Regions from separate parts of the Danio rerio genome. Here region 2 is linked to region 1. The links are chromatin contacts, called in public Hi-C maps. All regions are on one chromosome and are shown on one strand. Each heading gives the region's core, a stretch centred on a gene start, on an enhancer-like site or on the middle of the called end of the contact. The rest is flanking DNA. Distances are from core to core; before and after follow the strand shown.

Region 1 (6,163 bases), core at 2,953-5,452:
GCAAGAAGGTCGCTGGTTCGAGCCCCGGCTGTCATGGTCCTGACCTGACAGTCTTGTCTGTCCTGTCAGTGTTTAATGTTTGCTTGTTTGTCCTGTGCATATTTACATTGCTTAGTCTTAACTTGTGTTGGCCATGTGGTCCTCTTGTCTTTCCTCCTTGCTTTCAGTTACCCCGCCCTCTTATTTATTTACCTTGTTATCCTGATAGTTTTCACCTGTCTCTCGTGTGCTTTGTTCTATATAATGCGCTGTGTGTTCTCATTTCTTTGCTGGTTCGTTCCATGTGAGCTTGTCTTGTATCCTTGCCTTGCATCTGTACTAAGCTTTTGGTCTTGCCTGTTCTAGATCGCTTGTCTATTTATTGTTTGTTTGTAGCTATTACTTTCTTTCATTTTTTTCTAGTGTTTACTTAATTTTGTGTTCTAATCTTTATTTTACTTTTACCCTTAGAGACATTGTTCCGTTTTTCTGTCAGTCCTAGTCTTCTTAGTAGATAATTATTAGTAGTTGTTCGTTTGTTTAATTACTCTTTAAGATTCTAGAAGTCTTTATTTCAGTTTTGCTTTATCAGATTGCTAAAGTCTGTCTTTCTGTCTACTAGTATTTAGATTTTATTTTATTTCAGTTTTAGTTTATCTTATTTTATATTATCACTGTCTGTTTGTTGTCCTGTCTTGTGTCTTATAATTTTACAGTGTCCTGACCTCCCTGGTCTGACAGTCTGGAGTTTAGGTGGCCTGCTCCAGGATCTAGATCTGGTTTTGACCACTGTTGCTCCTACTCCTGGCTGGCTGTTCATTTTAGTAGTATCTTGTCTTTACCACTGGCTTCCTTGTCTTGTTGCTCCTACCGTTTGGACCTTATCATCCCCCTGTGTGTCTACTTGTGCCTTATTCTGTCAATAAACCCCTTTGTATTGTTCATTGCTGCAACTGGGTCTGTTTTCTTGCAATCAAACGTGACACCGGCTGGGTCAGTAAGCATTTCTGTGTAAAGTTTGCATGCTCTCCCCGTGTTTGCATGCGGTTTCCTCTGGGTGCTCCGGTTTCCCCCACAGTCCAAATGAGTAGAATAAAAAGGTGAGTTTGGTAAGCTAAATTTTCAGTAGTGTATGTGTGTATGTTCTGGTCCTCCAGGTTGGGGGTTGAGCATTGGGTTAACAAATCACCCCCCACATAAAAACTAGATGTTGTGAAACACAAACATGGTGGGGCTAAATAACAACGTTAATCTAAAATGGCCCTGTGAGTAAGTAAGAAGACTATATTTCTTTTTTTTTACCTGTCTCCTGAATTTTTCTTACATTAAAACAAATTGTATAAATACATTATATGTGTGTTTTTGTATTACTTTCATACAATTTATTGCTCAAGAATTAGTTGCATTGTTTTTGTGGTCTGTTCACAAAACAATAATGAATAATAATTATTATTTATTTAAATCATTCAATACAAGAATAACTAGCTCAGTCATATATAGACACTACAAAGACTACAGCGGAGCACAAATCATACTCACCATCCTAAATAAGCGAGACCAACCACTCCTAAAGCCGCTAAACCATTTTTAGTTTTGGGGAAGACATGAGGCTCCAGCAGGATCTCACCAAACAAGATTGGCAGAACAACTGTGTGCTGTGAATCAAACATGTACAATGTGACTGGTTTTGCATACAGATCCCCAAAAATCCATCTCTTTGATCATTTAATTGACATAAAAAAAACTACCATGTATAGAGTACAAACCATAGCATGATTCAGCCATGGAGGGAAGAAGTTGTCTATTGAAGCAGGATAGACCAGCTGTCGGTCATATGCGAAAATCAGCCAAAACAGCAGAACTACAAACTTAAGACAAATAAAAAAAACCCAACAACAACTCAATTATTAAGATATGGAGTATTTACAATGTCAAACATTTATTGCAATCATTTGTTATTTAAAGACTGAAGACGACACGATATTCATCAATTCTTTAAAATTATGTTATTACCAGTAATAACCTGTAGATGGCGTAATATCATTATTTAAAAACGCCATTGCCCTTTAACCCATTCTGTTGAAACTAAACATTGTGCAACACATAGGCACGTATCAGTGAGTAATGAATGCAATTTTAGCAGGTTCTCATTCTTTTAATTCATGACATTGTTATTATATATATTTTCAATTGCATCAATTTCACATTATTTTATTCTGTTCTCCCGCAAAACACTTTGTAGGCTTGCACACACTGGAACTACACATATTCTTACAATTTAGTTCATTTTGGTTACTTCTAATTTCGATCAATTTATTTAAATTTCTACTGATGATTTTTATTTCTACTGACCCTGTTTCTTTCTTTTTCTTTGCATACAGTGTTGCACCCATGCACAATTATATCATTATGTATATAATTATAATAATGATAATAATAAATACAAATATTATCTATCTATCTATCTATCTATCTATCTATCTATCTATCTATCTATCTATCTATATATATATATATATATATATATATATATATATATAGGGTTGTTAAAGTTATTAAAATGCTAAATATTGAAATCGAATTTTTACTGAAATGTTCATTTTGAAATCCAGGATGGTAACCCACGTTAAACCTATTTTAGGGTGTTTGAAAGATATTCAAGAACATGCCACATATACATGCCACTCCTGTCACCTAAGAACAGGGAACTGAGACAACAATTCGCACAGGCTCACCAAAATTACACAACAGAAGATTGGAAAACGTTGTCAGGTCTGATGAGTCTCGATTTCTGCTGCGACATTTGGATGGTAGAGTCAAAATTTAGCGTCAACAACATGAAAGCATGGATCCATCCTGCCTTGTATCAGCGGTTCAGGCTGGTGATGGTGGTGTAATGGTGTGGGGGATATTTTCTTGGTACACTTTGGGCCCATTAGTAAAAATTGAGCATCGTGTCAACAACACAGCCTACCTAAGTATTGTTGCTGACCATGTCCATCCCTTTATGACCACAGCGTACCCATCTCCTGATGGGTCCTTCCAGCTATATAACTCTGCATGTTACAGAGTGCGAATCATCTCAGACGGGTTTCTTGAACATGACAATGAGTTCACTGTAATCAAATGGCGTCCACAGTCATCAGATCTCAATCCAATAGAGCACATTTGGGATGTGGTGGAACGGGAGATTCGCATCATGGATGTGCAGCTGACAAATCTGCAGCAACTGTGTGATGCTATCATGTCAATATGGACCAAAATCTCTGAGGAATATTTCCAGTACCTTGCCACGAAAGATTAAGGCTGAAGGCAAAAGAGTGTCCAAGCCGGTATTAGAAAGGTGTACCTAATAAAGTGGCCGGTGAGTGTATATGGTTATTAAAATTATTATAATGCTTTTCACACTAAATCAAAAATAACTTAGAACACTATTAAAATGTATATGATCAATTAGTCATGACAACATATGTTTTTAGTTCATTGTAACTTATTAAACTAAGTTAATCATGTTCCAACCTCATTTTAAAAGCTAAGCAAACCGTTTAAGTCAGTTTAAGACAATATAAGTTCAATAGACTCATAAAGTTAATTTGATTCAGCTTAAAAACTTAATTTAAAATCTATTTTCAGAGTGTTTGAAAGATTTTCAAGAGCATGCCACATGTACAATGTAGGAAAGTTAAATCCTCAAAGGAATAATGATCCTCAACACACTTGAGATTCATCACTTGTACAGACACATAAACTTAAAATGTCACAACCTCACCATAAATGACCTCAAAATCAAATCAAATAAAAATCAATCAATTAAATACAGAACAATCAATTAATTACAGTAAATACCCACACTCACCATTCCCACTGGAAACACAAAGACCGAAAAGAGCAAGTCCTTGCAGAGGCAGAGAAGAGACATCTTTGAGCCTTTCCCCACAGGCTGAAGGTCATTCACAGACGCCAGTCCAAAAAACACCATCTGTAAGACCTGACAAACCACAGTTTACAAAGCAAGTCTTTTTCAGCACGAAAACAGAACAAAAACATGGATAGCATCTTACTAGGTTTAAAAACGTGAGGTATTTCCAGGGTCCGCCGTAAACAAAAATCCCAGAAGGCAGATCTGAAACATCCTTCGCATAAATACACTGAATTATAAAGGCATACCAGCTGAAAGCAGCTATGTGGCAAAATGTCTTCATTACACCAGCCATGCTTGCAGTCAAAGTCTGTTGCTGAAATACCAGTTTCATTATTGAGATCTGCACTGTTATATCTGCTGTGGGAGACTTTGGGACAAGCCAGTGGAACTAATGCTGATTTAAGAAAAAAGAAAAGCTTATATTGAGAGATTAGCCTAAACTGACGAGTGAATTTGACATGCCATTACAAAAGTACAAATCCACACAAAGAGCTCTGTGTTTTTTCAAGTGACGTCACATATACATCATTTTGTAACACAGGATTACATATCACGGACTAAAAAAAGTGTGTTCTGTAATTTGGTTTGGCGAAGATGAATTTAGGCTTAACTGCATAATTCACATTTTTTGCAGCACGAGCTAATTAAAGATCACGTCACATAGTTAGGTAAGCACACTCAAAAGCACGTAACTACGTAAAGGAAAGCAACCATTATAAGAATAATTGACTTAAAGATAACACTTCTGTCATGATTTAGTGTGTTTGAACTATTTTTTTTCCACATACAATAAAAAGCAACAGGTTGCATAATAAAACTGGTCCCAAGTAGTTTTGATGAAATAAAAATAAACTATTTTGTCTTTAAACACAAACAAATAAACAAAAACTTTTATCTTTATTCATTTTTGGAATGGAGTAATTAATGACAGGTTTTTGTTATATACACTACCTGACAAAAGTCTTGTCGTTGATCCCAGTTGTAAGAGCAACAAATAATAACTTGACTTCTAGTTGATTATTTGGAAAAGAGGCAGAAGGTAGAATTTTACGATGAATCATCTGTTGAGCTGCTTCTAAATAATCAAATACTGCTGAAGATCTAAAGGAACCTGAAGATTTTGACAGAAATCAGTCAAGTTTGGTGAAGAAAAAAATCATGGTTTGGGGTTACATTCAGTATTGAGGGTGTGCGAGAGATCTGCAGAGTGGATGGCAACATCAACAGCCTGGGGTATCAAGACATTTGTGCTGCCCATTACATTACAAACCACAGGAGAGGGCAAATTTTTCATCAGGATAGCGCTCCTTCTCATACTTCTGCCTCCACATCAAAGTTCCTGAAAGGAAAGAAGGTCAAGGTGCTCCAGAATTGGCCAGTCTAGTCACTATAGACATGAACATTATTGAGCATGTCTGGGGTAAGATGAAGAGGGAGGCATTGAAGATGAATCCTAAGAATCTTGATGAACTCTGGGAGTCCTGCAAGGATGACTTTATTAATCAGTTATTTCAGCGATGTATAGATGCAGTCCTCCAAGCTCATGGGAGTCATACAAAATATTAATTCTTTTTCAACTGCAGTATGACTTTATATTCTATACAGTACATTATTTATGTTAAGTGACAAGACTTTTGTCTAAGCAAAGCCAGACCTTACTGTCCTAATTAAATAATTAAGAATCGAGGCATAATCATATTTTATTTTGTAAAATAAGTGTGATCTAGAGGCCTTTGCTTTTCATATGAGCCACTTCTGATATCAAATGATCAACTAGAAGTCAAGTTATTTAGGCGAGGCAGTGGCGCAGTAGGTAGTGCTGTCGCCTCACAGCAAGAAGGTCGCTGGTTCGAAACTCGACTCAGTTGGCGTTTCTGTGTGGAGTTTGCATGTTCTCCCTGCCTTCGCGTGGGTTTCCTCCGGGTGCTCCAATTTCCCCCACATTCCAAAGACATGTGGTACAGGTGAATTGGGTAGGCTAAATTGTCCGTAGTGTATGAGTCTGTGTGTGTGTGGATGTTTCCCAGAGACGGGTTGCAGCTGGAAGGGCATCCACTGCGTAAAAAAATTTGCTGAATAAGTTGGCGGTTCATTCCGCTGTGGCGACCCTGGATTAATAAAGGGACTAAGCCGAGGAGAAAATGAATGAATGAAGTCAAGTTATTTGTTGATCCTAAAACTTGGATAGGAGACAAGATTTGTCAGGCAATGTAAATATCCATAATGATACCATTTAAAATAAGTACACATTTTAAACAGGTT
Region 2 (6,051 bases), core at 2,479-4,978, 200 kb after region 1:
AAATTTTGTTTAACTTAATCAATAACAAAAAAAAAAACAAAAACAAAAAAAAAACATGCATTTTGTTTTATTTGTAAAATATGTAGCAGGCAAAATGTATTCTTCAGCATTAAAGCAAGATAAACTCCCAAATGAAATCCTGCATTAATCCTTTCTGTCAGGAAAATGAGGAAACAAAGGTTTTGCACAAAGGTTTTGTTCAGATCTATATAATTACTTGAATAAATCCCAATCAACAAAACAAATCTTTAAATTGAAAGATATTATTTGTTATTATTCTAGTCCCAAGAATAATATATATATATATATATATATATATATATATATATATATATATATATATATATATATATATATATATATATATAACTTTTTTATATTATATGCAAAATTCTTTATCCACAAACAAAAAATTCTTAAATCCTCTCCCTTATTTGCTAATTTTTTAATTGAAATTGATTCCTTGCTTATACGTCTATCTATAAACAAAAAATTCTGCAAGTTAATAGAAAGTTATGAAAATATCATGCTTCCAGTATGTTAGTAATTAATGCTCCCTGTGTTTTTAAATTTAATTTAATTTTGTGCTTCCATTTTCCTTATTTTGTTCTCTTTTTCTCTTCTATTACTTTTTTTTTAACTTATTGTTCTTATCATATTGTAATTATATATTCTTGTATTCCAGTCTTCTTCAAATTACTTCCTGATTTATATTGTACATTTCCTCTTTTCTAAATAAAGATTTATTTAAAATAAACAAACAAATGAATAAATTCAGTTCATCATCACAGAAATAAAGATTTTTATTTTCTCGATGGACTGCTGCTGCCCTCTTGTGGTAAAAAATGTCATACCAGCAGTGTTTGATGTGAAAATGATCTTAGATGTATAAGATGTTTTGATTCTTAGATGTATAAAGTAAATATAATGATTTAGTGTAAAATATTATATGGAAAATACATTTTTTACCGAAATTTATTTAAATAACATTTGTATTATACATTTTAATCTGTTATATTTATTTGTTTATTTGTTTTAATTTATTTACGTTTATCCTAACTCTAATTAGGACCGATCTTATCTTTTACAATACTTTTATACAGCTTTTGTATTTACTTGATAGTTCCTCATTAATTTATTCATGTATTTATTTATTTATTTTTATTCACAATAATACTTTTAAAATATTTTTTTACATTTTCTCTATAGGGCACATCTTTGCAGGCCACAAAAGTTTGAAAATCCCTGTTTCAATTTTATTCTTTAGTTTCATTAAACATATAATAGTTTAAAATTAGATTACTGACCATTAAAACAAGAGTATTTATAGATTAAGTCTTGATCCAAATAAGCTTTCAACTTTCATGCACTGTAAAATTAAATATTGTACTTTAAATGCACTATATGATAAAATTAAGCTTGGCCTATATTCTATAGGAAAACAGTTAAAATTAAACACTGGTACATTAGAAAATATAAGGAATAATATTTTAGTAATATACAGTACAAGCACTGACATTAATGTCTGCCAGAGAAAAAGTCAGAGGGGTCTGAATGCAGACCTGGTGCAGTGCAATATGAGCTGCCTCCCATGCTCTTAATGCACTCACCTAACCCCACCCATAACCCTACCCCTCACATTGACATGACAAGCTCCATTAAGTGCATTCTGTCTGACATTGCATCACTGAGATATGCAGTCTCAGCTTGCACCATAAGGGCTGCATCCAGATAGCCTATTGGAGAAAGTAGGCCTGTATCATCATGTGAGCAGCAAGCATTTAAAGTATTGAACTTGTGTAAAATAAACATTTTAATGGCATCTGATATTTTTCAATTTGAAAGTTGGAAGTCTTTAGTATTTATAGTTACACCATTTGATTAATATATTGCTCCTGCAAGCACTGCATTCCTCCATATTTCTATTATTTTGAAGTTTGTCCAGCAGAGGGAAGTAGAGTCAAGCACGCTTTTTATTATTTTTTTATTTATTGAACATATAGTTATGTACAACACAATCACTACGTCTTTACATAAAAAACAGGTGCAAATAAAAACAAATTACCTGCATAAATAATATGTTACATAAAATAATTATATGTAAAATAATACAGAACTAAATATAATAAATAAAAAGGATTAGGGGTTTTCCTGTAATTTACTTAAAAGACAGAAGTTTAATTGCACTTTTTGTTTTTATTATCTTGAGGGGTTTTATATAAAAGAATCTCATTATAAAAGGCAAAACATTGCTTTCACCTTCAAATATTTTGTGTTATTTAAAATGTTCCAAACATAAGGATGTTGTTGATTAGGAAGGCATCTTCTTTACTGTCCATTACAAGTCTATAAATGATGCCGCACACAATAAAGGTCCTGAGTCGTGTGGAATCCCTATGGAGGACGAAACCTGCAAAAACAAGAAATAAATAAACAAATAAATATGCAAATGCGTAAATAAATGAACAAATAAATCCATAAATTCCTGCATAAATAAAATAATAAATAAATATGCAAATAAATAAAGGTATATAAAAATCCACAAATTCCTGCATAAAAAAAAAAATATATAGATAACTTTTAGTGCAGGCTGGTAAATAAATAAATATATTACACAAATGTTGGGGGAATAAAAAAATACTAAACTGAACATTTTTTCAGGTTTCGTTCTCTATTTGAGTAAAGCCATCATGACCATAATGCATGCACAAACATATAGTGAAAAAAACAAAATGATCTGTTGTTTCAATATCATCACAATACAAACTCTTAAATAGATTAAATAATTCCACCTTACCTGTTGGTGAAACCTAGATTAAGCACACATGCTGATGACAAGTAGCTTGAGTGTGGTAGCCTCCCAAAACTTTGGTCAGATAATATAAAAATTACATAATTTCTAATAAAGTAAATGAAAATAATTTAAAAATATTGCATAGATATTATCCATGCTATGATTTTATTAGTGCGTTTAATTAAGGTTTTTCACCATTGAGATGTTTTTGTAAAATGGAGCCAGAGCCATATTTTTCAACTGCAGTCACACAAAATAGTTTTGGTCAGAAGTTTTGAAGTATATCATAAATGTGTCAATATAACTGAAAAATGGTTTATTTATGGATTGCAATTCTGGATTATTAGAATTGGATAAAATAACAAAAATCCGTAAGTTATTTGGAAAGTACCACATTCACAAAACAACATGTATGCTGACTGTACCAAATATTATTTTTTTTTATTGATCTAAAAATTTTTATGTTTACTGACCTCAATACAGAGTAATCCTAAAGCTCTTAAGACATCCCACCTGCTGAAAAAAACTAACACTTAATGTACATGATTGTTTTTTGTTAATTCCCCTGTATACTGTACAATTCTGTACTCCCATATTTAATCAATAAAAAAGGTAAATAAAACATAAAATTAGTTAAATACGAAAAAAAGTGTGGTAGCCTACATTGTTGGTAACTCTTCTCTCCATAAAACATTTTTTTTTCATCTGACGTTTTAATCTGTTGCCTAAGATTGGTATTACTTCAACATTTGATCTTTTCAAAGGTAATTTACATCAGAAATGTCAACAACAGAAAACTGTTAAATAAGGGATAGCGTTTGTCAGATGTTGTTTTGCGGTCAGTCATGTGACATGTTAGATCCAATCGCTGTCGTTCTTATTTAATGTCGACGAACTAGGCGCCATTTTTGTTTGAGCAAAAGCACGTGGAAGTGAATGACGACGACTAGATCATTGGTTAAAAAGTTGGTATAAAGTTGTACATTTCAGCCCTGTTTTCAACAAGACTCAAGAAGTACTTTTTTTATGGCGCACATTTGTAGTTCGTTTTTACAAAAAAAAATCCACTTTGTCAGTTAGAAGTCAGAGGTATAGAAGGCTTGCTGAAATAGCACGAAGGTGAGTATTTTACCGCTATTTTATAGCGAAGTCCACATGATGGCAGCAAAGAAATAGCAAAGGTGCAACTGGCCCAGCTGCGCTTCTTATGAAGAATAATTTTATCACATTTCAGTAGTATAAGACGTTAGAAGAATGTTAGTTTTATGTTGCATACAGATTGTCAGTTACCGAGTCTGACTGTATGAGTGTTGTTGAATGTATTGTTTTTAATGTTACACTTTGTGCAGAGGAGAAAGTTTCAGACATGCTAACGGCCAGATCAGCGGATTCCCTAAAAATAAATTGTCAGCAGAATATAAACAGTAGAAGTACCAAAGGACACCCCAAACCCCAGTAGGACCCCCCCCCAAATAATAATAATAATAATAATAATAAATAATATTAAGTAAATAAATAAACAAGCAACGGCAGTACTTGGTTGCTTTAAAAGTTAAATAAAAGTGTTGCAAAAAACATTTTACCCAAAAATATTCTGCAAATTCTAAAATTGTTTGCTATTCATTTTTTTAAACAAATCTGTCTAAATGATTTACAAACAAAAAACGGCCCTCCCTTGTTACCATTATTAGTCTTAAACATAAAAAATATGCGACTTTACAAATAAAACACAAGAAAATGCAGTTTTTATCATCTTTGAGACATTTGACAAATGTCTTTAAAAGTCTCATGAGTTAAATTAGCTATCGAGATAAACATTTTGTTTTAATTTGATGAAAGTTTTATTTGTACATTAACTTTCACAGAATAAACCTAGATTTTAGCTTAATATCATTTATATGGCAAATGATAAATTAACACTTCACATGTGAACAGTTTATTGCAGACGGACGCAAAATGACATTTATAGATCATTTATAGTGATGTAAACAAACGGTCTTGACGTGTTTTAGTTTCCATATAGCTTCCGAGAACTATAGGTTATTTATATGGATAAATATAATGACATATGTTTCAACGTTGAGATATGACTGAATTACCTCTTATTACAGGTAAAATAGTTTGACAACAAGCAGGAAATGTTCATGGGCCAATGCATCACTACATAGAAATGGTCTATAGCATGCACTTTTTTTTCTTGCAGATAATGACACCCGACAATCCTGCTCAGTCATGCAGCATTCAACTTGTTTTAAACTTGAAACCGCAACATGATGATGCGTGTGCGAGAGAGAGAGGAAAGAGAGAGAGCATTGAGTGCGCGCACGCGGAGAACCAGCACTCTCTCAGCAGCAGAACTAGCGCGCGCGCTCGCTCGGTAGGTCGGTCGGTCGGTTGTCAAGAGCGCACGGACCGGACTGATCAGGAGGAGGCAGCAGGTAAGAGCTCTGACACTCTCACTTACTCTGGAAAACTGCTTACAAGTCTATATAAATGCCACTTTTATTGATAACTTTACTTCATTGTCACATAGTTAGCAAATTAGACTGTGACATTAAATTGATGCATGCTTTCAGTTGGTCATATTTTTTTTCGTTTAATGTTCTATTAGATATTAACATTTATATGTAAACCTTTGGACGTTTATAAGTTATTTATTTTATTTTGCGTAGATGTAGCGCGTATCGGGTGGCTGTGCGCGCGCCTGCTGCGCGAGTCGTTATTTATTCATGTGTCATGAGAGCTCATGAGGGTGAACTAGCAGGGTTGCCATGAGCTCGTGAAGGGGTTTTACTCCCGGAAACTTATTGAAGACCAAATAAAACAGCGTGTCAGCGTTTAATGTGTTACCATGACTGATGGAGACGTTGATGAGAGAGGAATAGCTGGCGTGCCATAAGTGTCAATGGGAGTTTATAATGTGGTGGCAGGAGGTAATTGGTGATGCATGTTATCAGAATACATATGGACTTCCAGCTGGATCTCCTGTGCATGCATAAGTGCGCTACAGCCATCCATGCCAGTTGCTTATTTGTTTATCCCTCATGCTATGATGTGGGTCTGGGATTACAACATATTATTATGTCTTAATTCAGAAACGGAGTTAAATGTTCTGTACTGAGCTGAATATAAACTAGGATTGAAAGTTGAGCTATGGTAGTCTCTGAGCATTTGTAATTGTTCACCTTTTGGTTCCTTTGGCCCTGGTTGCACTTGTTCTGGTGAACTCTGTGAACTTATCGATTACAAAGATGTAG

The links. Hi-C and Micro-C count contacts between places; a contact is called where the count stands out from the background.
Region 2: a contact with region 1 is called in a Hi-C map of embryo, with 5 times the contacts expected there. The contact joins the promoter of cdh23 here to the promoter of LOC100537455 in region 1. A contact is called at or near these places in 2 of 18 Hi-C or Micro-C datasets (caudal fin and embryo).

What each region holds. Positions count from the first base shown.
Region 1 is chr13:46,137,624-46,143,786 of GRCz12tu, forward strand. It overlaps LOC100537455 (androgen-dependent TFPI-regulating protein), which reads right to left and starts at 4,203. Exons shown (of 6, transcript XM_021480894.3): 1 at 4,041-4,203; 2 at 3,836-3,967; 3 at 1,746-1,847; 4 at 1,519-1,634. The coding sequence starts at 4,193.
Region 2 is chr13:46,340,214-46,346,264 of GRCz12tu, forward strand. cdh23 (cadherin-related 23) reads left to right here and starts at 3,729. Exons shown (of 70, transcript NM_214809.1): 1 at 3,729-3,913; 2 at 4,998-5,232.